Regions from separate parts of the Mus musculus genome. Here region 2 is linked to region 1. A link is a contact called in public Hi-C data. All regions are on one chromosome and are shown on one strand. The core of a region is the stretch at or near the end of the contact, and the rest is flanking DNA. Distances in the headings are between cores, read along the strand shown. Region 1 has its middle 80 kb from the start of Iqsec1. Region 2 overlaps Nup210 (nucleoporin 210).

What was found. Hi-C and Micro-C count contacts between places; a contact is called where the count stands out from the background.
Region 2: a contact with region 1 is called in a Hi-C map of cerebral cortex, with 2.2 times the contacts expected there. The contact joins two enhancer-like sites. A contact is called at or near these places in 8 of 484 Hi-C or Micro-C datasets (the HL-1 cell line, cerebellum, cerebral cortex and 3 more), 1 of 115 datasets of contacts at active chromatin or transcription factors (astrocytes) and 2 of 9 other capture datasets (adipose tissue and pancreatic islet).

What each region holds. Positions count from the first base shown.
Region 1 is chr6:90,886,660-90,892,838 of GRCm38.p6, forward strand. It overlaps a transcript of Iqsec1 not described here. Among named protein-coding and RNA genes, the nearest start is that of Iqsec1, 80 kb to the left of the region's middle. Within about 2 kb of position 3,187, at least 6 of the 459 cell types and tissues checked have an H3K27ac peak or open chromatin away from gene starts, as enhancers often do. A contact at or near this core is called in cerebral cortex, where this site is marked.
Region 2 is chr6:91,058,222-91,064,982 of GRCm38.p6, forward strand. It overlaps Nup210 (nucleoporin 210), which reads right to left. Exons shown (of 40, transcript NM_018815.2): 15 at 4,497-4,718; 16 at 2,341-2,514. Among named protein-coding and RNA genes, the nearest start is that of Gm38860, 52 kb to the left of the region's middle. Within about 2 kb of position 1,755, at least 25 of the 459 cell types and tissues checked have an H3K27ac peak or open chromatin away from gene starts, as enhancers often do. A contact at or near this core is called in cerebral cortex, where this site is marked.

The DNA.
Region 1 (6,179 bases), core at 1,937-4,436:
TGCCAGCACATCTGTTGGATCTACTACTAGCCTTGTGGGGCTGAGCAACTACTAGATCCTTGGACTTCCCATTCACAGCTAACCACTGTTGGAGAGTTGGACTACAAACTATAAGTCATCATAACAATTCCTGTACTATATAGAGACTATCCATAAGTTCTGTGCCTCTAGAGAACCCTGACTAATACATCTCTACAGGTCTCTGTTTGCTCCAAGGACTCTTCTTAGCAAGAGAAGTGCACTGAATTGGGGGAGTCCCTGTCCCATCCTCATCCTTCCCATTCTTTCCCTCACTACATGAACCCAGGTGGTCTCTGAATAGCACTTGCACTCAGCTACCCATAGTCCTCAGGAGCTGTCCACAATGAGCAATGGTTTTAAATTCTGATTGGGCCACTTACCAGCTGGGTGACTTTAGGCAAGTTACTTTACCTCTCGGTGCCTATATGTTCTCATTTGTAAAACATACCCTCACTTCCTTAAATGAGTACAAACTGCCTGGATGTAGCATGTGTTCAATCAGCTATTATTAGCATCACAATGTGCCATGGGCCAAGGGCTCCTGGGCAGCAGCCCAGTTTGGGCTCTAGCCCACCCCCCACCCAGTGTGACCTTGGGCAAGTCTTTTTCCTTAAATATGCCCTCCAGCTGCAGAGTCTGGGTGTTAGCCAGGAAGGTTCTGAGGCCTTTGTGGATTAGAGCACGTCCACAAAAGTCTCCAACGTTCCTCCAGCTGAAAGGAATGGCTAACCCTTCCATTCCCAGACCTTCTCTGGGCAAACTGGTTCACTGTGTGCCTCTCTCCATTTGGGCTAATGCTGTAAGCTGGGTGTATTATAAACAAGGGCAACTGACTACACCCAGTTCTGAAAGCTGCAGGGCTAAATAAAGGTGTCTTCAGATTCAGCATTTGGCGAAAGCCTGCTTTCTGGTTCACAGATGGAGGTGGAGCCTTCTGCCTCAGCCCTTACATGACCAAAGGCACCAGTGCTCTCTGGTAGTTCCCTTTACAAAGCCACTAGTCCACATATCAGAGCTCTGCCCCAACCCCTGCCCGCTCCCAGCAGCCTGCCCCCCCCCCCCAAATACCTTGCTTTGAAATTAGGTTTCTGCATTGAACTTGGGGCTAGCCACAAGTGGTCTGCTACAGTATCAGCATCACCAATGAACAGAAGGTGGTCACTACAGTCACTGCTTGGCAGCCCTGTGGGATTGCTCACTGGGGGCCACTCAGGTAGCCTTTAGCCAATTCCAGCACTGGCTCCACAGTTCCCACCAGGAGCTCCACCCTCCACAGTTCTCCTAGCAACTTTATCCCTCAGCCTCAATCCTTAAAACAGACTTTCTGTTCTCACCCCTCCATTTTCCTGTCCCACATCCCGCCTCCACCACAGCTGGAAAGACCAAGCTGGAGCCACACTGTCATTCTGGCTTTCTTGGGTCCTTGTTTTCTCATGTCCCCACTGATATCTGCTCAGCTTTTCTGAGGCCATACCTGGGTTCTACCCCTCCACCCTGCAGGATGGCCCTGGACAATGCCAGAGTTTACCTTCCTAGAACATTCTCCACTCTTCTGGAAGGCAGCTGGTACCTGCTCAAAGATATGTCCTCAGAGAGCTTCCTGCAATATTCCTGACCTCCTGTCACCTGTGTGTCAAATGTTCTCCAGAGCTAGGCTGTGCCTTTCTTTCCTGGATGTTTCAGGAGGGACATCGTCTTGTCTGTGCTCATTCCCTACATGACTCTGGCTTTGAAACTGCAGTTGACATACAGAGGCACCTCACTGAACACTTTATTAGGAGAGCACAAAGTATGATAATGGATGAAAGAGCACCTTGATGATGACCACAAACACGAAGATCATTACCTGAGTGAGACAGCCACTTCATGGTATAGAAATAAACTGCTACAGTCCATTTTCAGTATGAAGTATGCTTAGAGTTCTTCATCACTTACAGACAGCAGGAGATTCTAGGCACACCTCTACCCTAGTAGGTGGCTGGTACCTGCTTGTCTCAGAATTCTGAGAATTGGAGAGTTATATAGGCAATCTGCTATTATCAGAAAGGGGATGCACTTTCAAGCCCAGAGATAGTTATTAGATAAGGCTGTGTCCTAAACCAATGAGATGGAGATGTTTGGGAAGGAAGCAGGCCCAGGCCTATGGGAGAGGAGGACAAGAATTGTAAACCATCAGTGATAGCAACTATTTTGGTTTCTCTTTATATATTGCATCCCTTTTTGCAGAGTGTTTATTAAAAATAATGCTGCCAGGCCTTTAATCCCAGCACTCGGGAGGCAGAGGCAGGCAGATTTCTGAGTTCGAGGCCAGCCTGGTCTACAGAGTGAGTTCCAGGACAGCCAAGACTACACAGAGAAACCCTGCCTCAACACCCCCCACACACACAAAAAAAAAAAAAAAAAAAAAAGAAAGAAAGAAAAAAAAGAAAAAAATGCTATGTTTTCACTCATCTTTTAAGTTTTTAATTTTATTTCCAAAAATGGTTGACACATCCGAGGACAAAGGCTGGGATGCTACAATCAGTAGGAATCTAATGGGGGGGAAATGTGCCCAAGAGGAAGAGGTCATCTGAGGGCGGAGGAAAGCAGGAGTGTCTTAGAGTGAATGCTTTATGTCCACAGCATCCTAGCTGCTGGGTAGCACATTAGCCTACCCATTCTCCAAGGAGAGGCATCTCAGCTTCTGACGGGGTTTCTCTTAAATGCTAACTCTATGCTCACTTCTCCAGGAAAGTTTCCCTCCATTCCATTTCAGGGCAGATGCAGCAAGGCTCCTAAATCAAGGTGGTAGCAGCCTCTCATTGGTGTCATGCAGAGGAGCCAGTGGGCAACGGGCACTCACCATTACTGAGCTCTGCCTCTTTAATTTCCTGGGCTGTTTCATGCTGGTTAGCCAGTCTCATCTCACTTCTGGCAGAGAGCTGTGCTTTGTCCTCAGCTGTCCCACAGGAACAGAGGATGGTTGCAGCTCCTCTAAGGTCCCCATGGCTACTTTAACCAGCAGCCCAGCCCTGAGCACCAGGCCGCTACCAAGGGTCCCCCCAGACATGGAGAGTGGCATTCCAGGCAGAACTGCTTCTGGATGTACGTTCACACAGCCAATGCATTTCTGGGAACTGGGACTTGTTTGGAGATTTTTTTTTTTTCCGACAAGACTATTCCAATTTTGTCCTTAAGTGTGTCTTTAAGCAGCTGCCTGTGCTCATGAATCATTTACCAGGAGAGCAAGCTCATCCTCCATTTTTTCATCCTTCCTTGCCCCTTGATGGAAGAGAAAGTAGAAATGTCCTAGTCTCTGGCCAGGAGCTTTCAGAGGTGTGAGCTGCCACAGGCTTACTGGAGTCACTGGCAGGGTGCATAACGGGGAAACTGAGGCTTACACACCTCTAAGGATGGGCCTCCTCTAGTTAGTAACCTAGCCTGCATCTAAGCTAAGTATCCACGCATCAAACAATGATGTGCCCCAAGTGTCAAAGTTGATCCTACAGCCCAGGATTACAGTGCCTAGCTTAGGTATCTTCACATTCTTGGGATGGAGCCTGGCCCTTGGGCACATAGGTATTTAGGAGGGAAGCAAGAATGTTAGAATGACAGATGTAGGACAAGATAGATAGAAAGGGATCCATTGTACTCAACTCATTAGAGACCTGGATGAAACCTTACTCATAAGTGAGCTCTTATCCTGGAAATCCAAATTCAGTTCCATGAAACACAGGGCTTTGGAGCACTTGGCACATTCCTTACTAGGGCCTCTGCACCTGCCTTTGCACCTGCTGGCTGCTCTGCCAGGCTTTTGTGCCTGCCTTCTTTCCTCCCTTCAGCCCATCCATCCATCCATCCATCCATCTATCCAGATTTGAGCCAAATCCACTTCCAGACACTCCATGCCAAAGGGTGCTTCATATTCAAAGCTCTCACTCTGGCAAATCTCCCTTAATAACACTTAACACCTCCTGAAATTCTGTTCTGTCCAGTAATATATGCATCATCTTCCATGGCATGCTGACATCCTGGGGGGCGGGGGCAGTTAAGTCCTTCTTTGCTGGACCAGCACCATGCCCATCTCAGGATGTAAGCTCCGTAAAAACCCCAAAGCTTGAGTATGGAAGTGATCTTTTCATAGACATGAATTGTGATCAAGGAAATCACAGTTGAATATCTGTATACAGACGATCATTACTAGAGATGAAAGTCTGACAAAAATGGTATTTACAGCAGCTTAAAATACCCAACACCTGGAAAAGAGTCACACAGGCGGGAAGAGGCTGGGAAAGCGGGCTCCTCGGCACTTCTGCAACTTGCTTACTTTGCAGTTACTTTAAAAGCAGAGTCTCCAGCTAGGGCTCAATGTCCTGCCACTACTCAAGGACCCCCCCTAACCTTAAGCCCAAACCAACAGACTGAGTAGTATGCAAAGAAACCTACATGAAATCTGGGCCCACCACTCTCTGGTGGAGCATGAGTCACTATGGAAGGCCCTAACAGGAAGAGACTACCCTGACACTGGTGAGTACCACTGCCCAATGTCCAGCATACCCACTCTGACTCTTTGCCAGGCAGGAGTTCTATCAGAATCTAAGGTTCAACTGAGATGGAGTCTATCTGAAACTGAAAGTCTTAAGCTACTAACCCTATAGGAGATTTCCAACAGGCAAGGGGAGCCCAAGTCCCCAATTCTGTATGAAGGACAAGCACTTCACAATGAAGTTCTTCCACCAAATTCACGGGGACCCACCTCCCCCCTCACATCTAAACATGCAGATGGAAGAGTATGCTTACCAAATAGAATGCATCCATGATTCGCTCACTCATTTATTTACTCATCTGTCCCTCCCTCCTTTCACTGCTACCCATATATCTATCTACACGCCCACTCACTCATGCATACATCTGTCCTTCCACCCATTTATCCAGTTAGTCATCTCTTCATCATGGTCACACAATACCCAAAGCAATCCACATCTAAAGAGTAAGGGGTTATTTGGCTCATTGTTTTGGAGGCTCTGGTCCAAGGATGGGCAGAACCATTGCTTCTGCGCCTGTGAGCACATTATGGTGGAAGCCCAGAGTAGAGTTTAAAAACCTCTTCCTGGGCAGAAAACAAAAAAGAGAAGTGTTGTGAGGCCTTTCCTGAGAACACATGGCACAAAGTCTTTGCATCACATATTAGGAAATGATGAGAGATCCAAGTCATGTGACACATGTCCGTGTTCCACATATTGGAACTGATGACAGATCAATGTAACAGTTTTACTTAGCAAACCATTGAGTTTACCGAGGTTAATTACACGAGCAGGAACAACATAAATGTACCTACATCACCAAAAGGCCCACCCCAACACAGGTGACAGCTCTTGGAAGCAGCCTCCCTGGAGCTCTCTGCATGAAGGCAGACACCGCCACAGCTCTCAGATTCTTCTCAAGGCTCAGCAGCAGTTGTTCACAGTGTTCTGGCCTTGGGGAGGGGACCTCATGAGTCTTCTGAGTTGTAGTTCTCCAGGACTTAGAAGACTGTTTACTTTTTTAATCTTATGAGCCTCCCTAAAGGATGGAATGTTTTTTTTTTTTTTTTAAAGATTTATTTATTTATTATATGTAAGTACACTGTAGCTGTCTTCACACACTCCAGAAGAGGGAGTCAGATCTTCTTACAGATGGTTGTGAGCCACCATGTGGTTGCTGGGATTTGAACTCCAGACCTTCGGAAGAGCAGTCGGGTGCTCTTACCCACTGAGCCATCTCACCAGCCCAAGGATGGAATGTTTTAACATGGAAGAAATTGCTATACAAATATAGATACCAGGGTTCTACAGGAAGCTTTAGGGACACACCTCCAGTGGCTTAAGGGCCTCTTCCTAGGCCTCAACCCTTAAAGGTTCCACTATATGCACAAATAGCTCCACCCCAGGAACCTGCCCTTTAGTGCATGAGCCTGTGGTGGCCACCTGTGTCACCCCACCTTCCAGCTAACAAACACTTTAGACAATGAGCCTCAGGAATTAGAATTTCCCCCAGGAGTCTCATCTTAGAGCAATGTTGCCAGCCTGAAGAGTTTGTCTCCAGGACATGTCTCACACGGTGTAGACAACTTGTCAGACCACCTTGCAGGATATTAGAGCCCAGATAATCATGGGTCAGTGATGAGTGGGACCACACCT
Region 2 (6,761 bases), core at 505-3,004, 170 kb after region 1:
GGACAATTACACAAAACAGATGTGAACTAAAAGGTAAAGCTTGCAGACAAACCAGGCAGAGAGAGAGAGACACACACACAGACAGGTGATGTGGGCCCTCACACATGCGTGGTAGCTAAAATGATCTCACAGAAGCAGAGTAGAGCAGGCGGGAGTCACTGGAGGCTTGGGGGGGATACGGGGGGGGGGGGGGGAGAAGGATGGGATGTAGCGCTGAACATGGGGAGCAGTATGCTCTGGGGTTCTGCAGCACAGGGGGGCAACTAAATACCAGAATAATCGATTACATGAAGAACGCCAAAGGGAGCAGTCTGAAGCTTCCCAACACAATGGAAATATCATTTGAAAGGAAGGGTTGCCCAGACTGATTTGATAGCTCACAGATTTTATATATGTACACACACACACACACACACACTGTGTATGCTGTAACTATGCAATAATGTGGTTTAACAAAAAGCTAAAAAGGCTTGAGGATTTCATCTCAACAAGTCTTCAAGTTGAGATATAGAAGTCTTTCTCTGAGCACCCCAATCCAAGGTCAAAAACAAAACAAAACAAAAGAGACGGTCATTGATTCTGCAGCAGACACTGGGGCTTAAGCCACCTGCAGGTTCTGAGTCTGTAACCCCCACCCCCACCCCACTTCCCACTCCTTGATGTACCTCTTACTGTAAACCATCCTTACTGGCACAAGTGAAGCAAGTGAAGGAGATACGTGGGGGTCGGTGGAGTATTAATTCTCAGCTCCAGGGTGAACAAGGGCCAGAGAAGGCAAAACCGCCTCACAGATCCACACCAGAGCAGTAGGGGAAACAGGTGTGCTTGACCCCACCAGGAGAGATGAAGGCTGGTCCTCAAGGCCCAGGCTGTACAGCTGTACAGCTCTCCTAACCAAGCTTCCACCAGACGGTGAGGATCAAAGGCAGAGCTGTCTTTCACCCACCAGGGACCCGGCTCACAGCACCCGCCCCACAGCTGGAAAGGCTATGGACATACTCAGCATCAGAAGGTTCATTCAGATGTGTGGGAGGCCTGGATGCACAGAGGTGATCAAGCCCTACTCTGAGATGACTTTGGGAAAACACAGACCCTAGGAGGAGCAGCTGCTGGGTTTGGAGACGGATAAAGCTGGTTCCGCATTTTCAACTCTGCCCACCTCAGAGATGGTCATGGTGATGGGGGAGATGAGGCTATGAGGTGAAGGTTCCAAGCCCACAGAACTGGCCTTAGCCACCATGTACACAGGAGGGATACCAGAGTATGTGCTGGAGGGACGAGGAAACCATGACTTCCTTCCTCCATGCAGGGCCGAGGCTACTTTCTCCCACATCCCTGAGCTGGATGCACTCAGGGCCGGGGGCTATGAGACTCCAGAGCTGAGGACTGAACCTGTTGACTGACCTGCTTCTGGGAAAGCCAACCTGTAGGTGTTACCCCCACCACCGCTGGTTGAAGGCCCCAGGCACTTTCTTCCCCTCCTGACACTTACTTTGGAATGCCCTGCCCTGTGACAATACAATGCTGATGTCCTCTCTCCTCACAGCCCCCAGTCCCATTCTGACCACACACAAAGACAACACCCCTCACGAACAGCTGAAACCACAGGATGCTCCACAAGGGCTCTACAGCTCCTCAGGTGCCCAGCAGAGGGCAACAGCGAGTCTGGGCCTGAGGGGTTGTGTCTTGCTTGGCTACTACAGAAGCTCCTGGACTTAGGATGAGGTCACACCCCAATGACACCATCTTGAGTTAACACACCATGGACTGTTGTGCCCCACCCCCTCAGCCAGCCTGACCTACATGTGCTCTGACATGACAGCCACTGACATCAGCTGACAGTACACAAAGACATGGGACTGAGTGAATGCCCATGAGTTATGGACAGCAGAGCTCCACAGAGCATCAGTTTCCCCTATGGTGCTGAAGCTGACTGAGGCTGTGACTGGCTCCACTGGGCACACAATTAAGGGAAGATGAACTGTTTAGTACTAGCCTGGGAAAAGACCAAAACTCCAAATTGGCTTCTAACAAGTGCCTGCCACCTTCCCACCCCTATAACAGAAAACCAGAAGCTAAGTATGTATGTCTCGCTGTAAGCTGGGAACAGCTATGCAACTGGACTTTGGAATGTCTCCCACCTTTGCAGGCCCTGGATTCCCTCATGCAAGGTGCAAATGGAAACACCCCACACAGCTCTGGCTGTTAAGATTCAGGTGCCTGCATATAGAGTCCCAGCTCTCAGAACAGTCAAGACCATGCATGGGTGCAGGGAGCTAAGGTTCTCTTGTCGATCCACCAGGCAATGTCTCCTCCCTCCCCAAGAGTGGCCATACTCACCACCTGCTTATTCTGCTGCAGCAATGGGCAGGATAGGTCCAGCTGCGGGAGGGCATAGACAGGCATGAGAGTGAGCCTGGATGGTGGGGCACAGATGGACTTCACCACAGTGGGCTCCACAGCAGGGAAGGGGTTAGAGAGGCTGGGCCGGTTCCCCACGGACAAAGCAATGACCTAAAGGAACAAGAGGAGCAGTCAGACACCTGAGCGTAGTCCCTCCTCTCTGAACTGAGACTTAACGTCCGTAGGACAGTGACGATGCCTATACCCCAGGTACCATCTACAAACATCTCAGAGAAGAGGCAGTTTAGGAGATGCCTCATGATTCCCCAGGACATCAGGAAAACTCCATAGCTGAAGCTGGTCCTGGACATTTGAAAGAGGAATCTGTGCTAACTTCACACCCATCAAGGCGAGACACAGATGGAGGAATCTGCACCCTGAAGGTTAAGAGACCTTAACTGTGAAGGAATGGGTCAGAAAAGGGGATGTACAGGACAAAGCCCAGTGGAGAGGCCAGAGCCACAGGTGGAACCACCTAACTCCAGGCCCACTTGCTCCTCCGAGCTAGAGGAGAGAGGCCAACTATGCAACAGTGCACAGGACAGAGCAGGAGCTGTCAGAAAGGCCTGCTTGTGGTTAGACTGGGGCCACTGAAGTCAAGTGCAGCCTCTGGTTTTATATGCAATACAGCTAACAGCTGCACCTGAGGGAGCTAGCATCCCCAGCCTCCTCAGTGACACACAACTTGAGGACAGAACAGTCTGCTCTGAGGCAGGAGGAGGAAGGCACCTCCTGACTTTCTGCCCATGATACCACAAGTGAGGAAGCCCAGAGAGTGTAGGCCTTAGAGGAGACCTGACCTATAACTTCTACAGGCCAAGGCAGGAACTCCAATGACTCAGACAAGCCAAGATAATTCGTTGCTACTCTTAGTCTTAAATAACCGCTGAGTCATTTCTTCAGCCTCAGCTTTTCTTGTTCTTAATACTGTCCTATACTTCTACTAGCACCTCTAGTGAGGGCTTTCTCCAGGCACTCCTTTGACACAGCAGCCTGCTTTGGATTGCTGATGTCAGGGGGCTCTGTCAAGGTGTACATGTGCATCTTCAATGGACTCTGCATTCTTTTTTTTTTTTTTTTTTTTTTAAAAGATTTATTTATTTATTATATGTAAGTACACTGTAGCTGTCTTCAGACACACCAGAAGAGGGCATCAGATCTCATTACGGATGGTTGAGAGCCACCATGTGGTTGCTGGGATTTGAACTCTGGACCTTTGGAAGAGCAGTCGGGTGCTCTTACCCACTGAGCCATCTCACCAGCCCGACTCTGCATTCTTTTCACTCTCACTTTTCAGTTCATGGTTCTGCCTGCTCTCTGTTCCCGTATGGGGACTCTCAGAAACAGATCCATCAGAAGCCAGAAGAGTGCAAGGCCCACACACAGACGTGGCCAGGCCTGAGGAATAGGGTACTATGCCCAGCCATGCAGGCTCTGCGGGAACCCAGGATACGACACGCTTGGTTCAGTCCTCTTAATCTTCCAATATTTTTTGGTTTTCAGCACTAAACCAAAACCAAACCAAATTCTGAAACTGGGCATAATAACTTATGCCTGTAATCTCAGCACTTGGAAAGCTGAGGCAAAGTGAGTTCAAGGTCAACCTATGCTACATAATAATAAAGTGCATTCCATTCAAGCCACCCTCAGCTGCATAGGGAAACCCTATCTCAAAACAACCAAAAGTTCACACATCAGGCATTGGCACATACCCCCAAATCCTGAAAGAAGAAGTATGTGTGCTAAACCCAGGTCCAGGGTCACAAACTTTTTGAAAGCTGCCCGACCCTGAAACATGGGGTTTTGTGACTCCTGATCTCAAACCTCTACCCCTACAGCAGTAGATGGGGGGATACTATAGCCCTGGGAAAGAGGAGGCCACTCTGACTTTTCTGGTGGCTTTAAGAAAGCTGATGTGTACTGGGGATTCCAACAGCCACATTCTATTCAGTTGGCAGGCCACCTCACTGAGCCTTGGACTCCCATGTTCTTGGATACAAGAGGAACAACATTCTCATAGCTCTCTGAGGACTGAGTAAATTTTCTGTCTCTCCCAGTAGGCAAGGTGGCACTGAGAGTGACTGTCTACTCACCTGCTCACCCAAGGCCTGGCAGGTCATGAGGACCCGGTGCTGCTGGTAATTCCGGGAGGCTGGAGGACCCAAGAGAGACAGGCTGATGCTGCCTGTGTCTTCAGAAGTGACATTCCGAAAGAATTTGGAAGGTTCCAGGACCCATGGCCTGGGGCCTCCTTCAAACAGCATTTCCTTTGAGGAGCCTAGGGTCACCACAGCAACAGAAGAGGGATCCACAGCCTGAAGAAAGAAGGGGAAAGCTTAGCATTGCTCTGGGAGGAGGTGGCCAGGCAATGCTAGGCATAGAGAAGTAAGGTCCCCACCCTGCTTGGGGGACTGCCAGGCAAAGCCTGTGTCCTCTTTGAAATTCAGTCTTCACATGGGTATCAGGCACAGAGTGGCCATGAGTTAGGGGCTTTGGGAAGAATTAAGTCCTCATTGGAGCGGGGAGTACACTAGAGTGCAGGGCATGGTGGTGCCCAGTTTAATTGCAGCATTCAAGAGGCAGGGGCAGGGGTGGGTTTCTACAAGTTCAAGCCCAGCTTGGGCTACATAGCAAGTTCTAAGCTAGTTGGAGTCACATAGAGACCTTGTTTCAAAATAAGATAAAATAAAACCCTAGAAATTCCTACCTAGGATCTATCCTAACACAGACTACATGGGAGAGAAAGGACTTCATGAACAAAAACATGCTTTTCATGCTCATTTCTCAGAGGTAAGAGCCAGCAACACATTAATATTCACAAAGAAGGTTCTGGGAAGGCATGATGCACTTCGCACAGGTCCCAACACAGTACTTACTTACCAAGTGCTGAATGTAGGGCATAAGACTGAACATATACATTAATCCTACCATACTGCCACTACTACTACTTCTACTTATGATTATTATTATTATTATATTCTATGAGTAGTTTACTTCTTCTCCTTCTCCTCTTTCTCCTTCTCCTCCTCCTTCTTATTATTATATTCTATGAGTAGTTTACCTGGGTGTATATCTATGTACCACATGCATTCACAGAGGACAAAGAGGGCTCTGATTCCCTGAGACTGGAGTTCCAGGTAGTTGTGAGCCACTATGTGGACGTTGGGAGTTGAACAGGAAGAGCATCCAGTGATTTAATGACTGAGCATTTCTCCAGCTCCTGCTTTAGCCACTGAACCGTCTCTCCAGCCCCCACCCCAACACACACATACACACTGCGCTTTAAAAAACAAAAACTAGCCAATGTGAAGGCAGAGGTCTGTAACTCCCACTACTTAGGAAGCAGTTTAAGGCCTGCCTGGGTTACATAGCAAAACTATCTCAAAATAAAAATTAAAAGGTTTGAGATGTGGTCAAGTGCTTGCCCAGCATGCTCAAGGCTTGCTCTCTGGTGTGGAATGCTCTGTGTGTGTGTGTGTGTGTGTGTGCGTGTGTGTGAATGCTGTGTGTGTGTGTGTGTGTGTGTGTGTGTGTAGTGGAAGATCGCTTTCACAGGAAACAAAGCTGCAGACAGGCGATGCACAGGGTTCAGGTGTCCCTGGCCAGCTTGCTCAGGGCCAGCTCAATGTCTTGCTCCCAAGCTCTCTTCGATTTCCTTTTGTGTTTCAGGGTTGTTTTGTTTTCTTTTTTGAGACAGGTCTCATCACTGAGTCCAGGCCTAGACTGGCCTGGAACTTAAGATCCTCCTGCCTCAGGCACCTGAGTGCTGGACTTACAGCTGTACACAACCACACCTGGCTTTATCTTCCTCACCTGTGTGCAGAGGCACCCAGCACAAGTCTCTAGGTCCGTGTTATATTTGGCAAAGAACAGTGCCCAGCACTCTACAGATTCTCAACACTAACTGAAGCAAACTGTGAATTAGCCAGTGAGATCACACAGCCCTCAAAGTCTCCACTAAGCAAAGGGAGAACTCACAGAGCTTTTGACAGAGAGCTTCTTATGGACTATGGTGGTTGTGGTGCTAAGGAACTCGTAGCCTGCCCACAGGTACCAATGACAGCACTTGGTGACTATTCTAGTTTGCTTCCTATTGCTGTGATAAATACCATGACCAAAAGCAACGTGGGGAGGAATGGATTTATTTGGTTTACACATCCCAATCACAGTCCATGAGGAAGGGAAGTCAGGGTAGGAGCTCAAGGCAGTAACCTGTAGTCAGGAGCTGAAACAGAGACCAGGGAGCAACTTTCTTTGGTTTGTTCACCCTGCTTTTTATATAACCCAGGACTATCCATAATAATCATTACTCAAAACACTCCATTGACTTGTATACAAATCAATCTGATGGGGACATA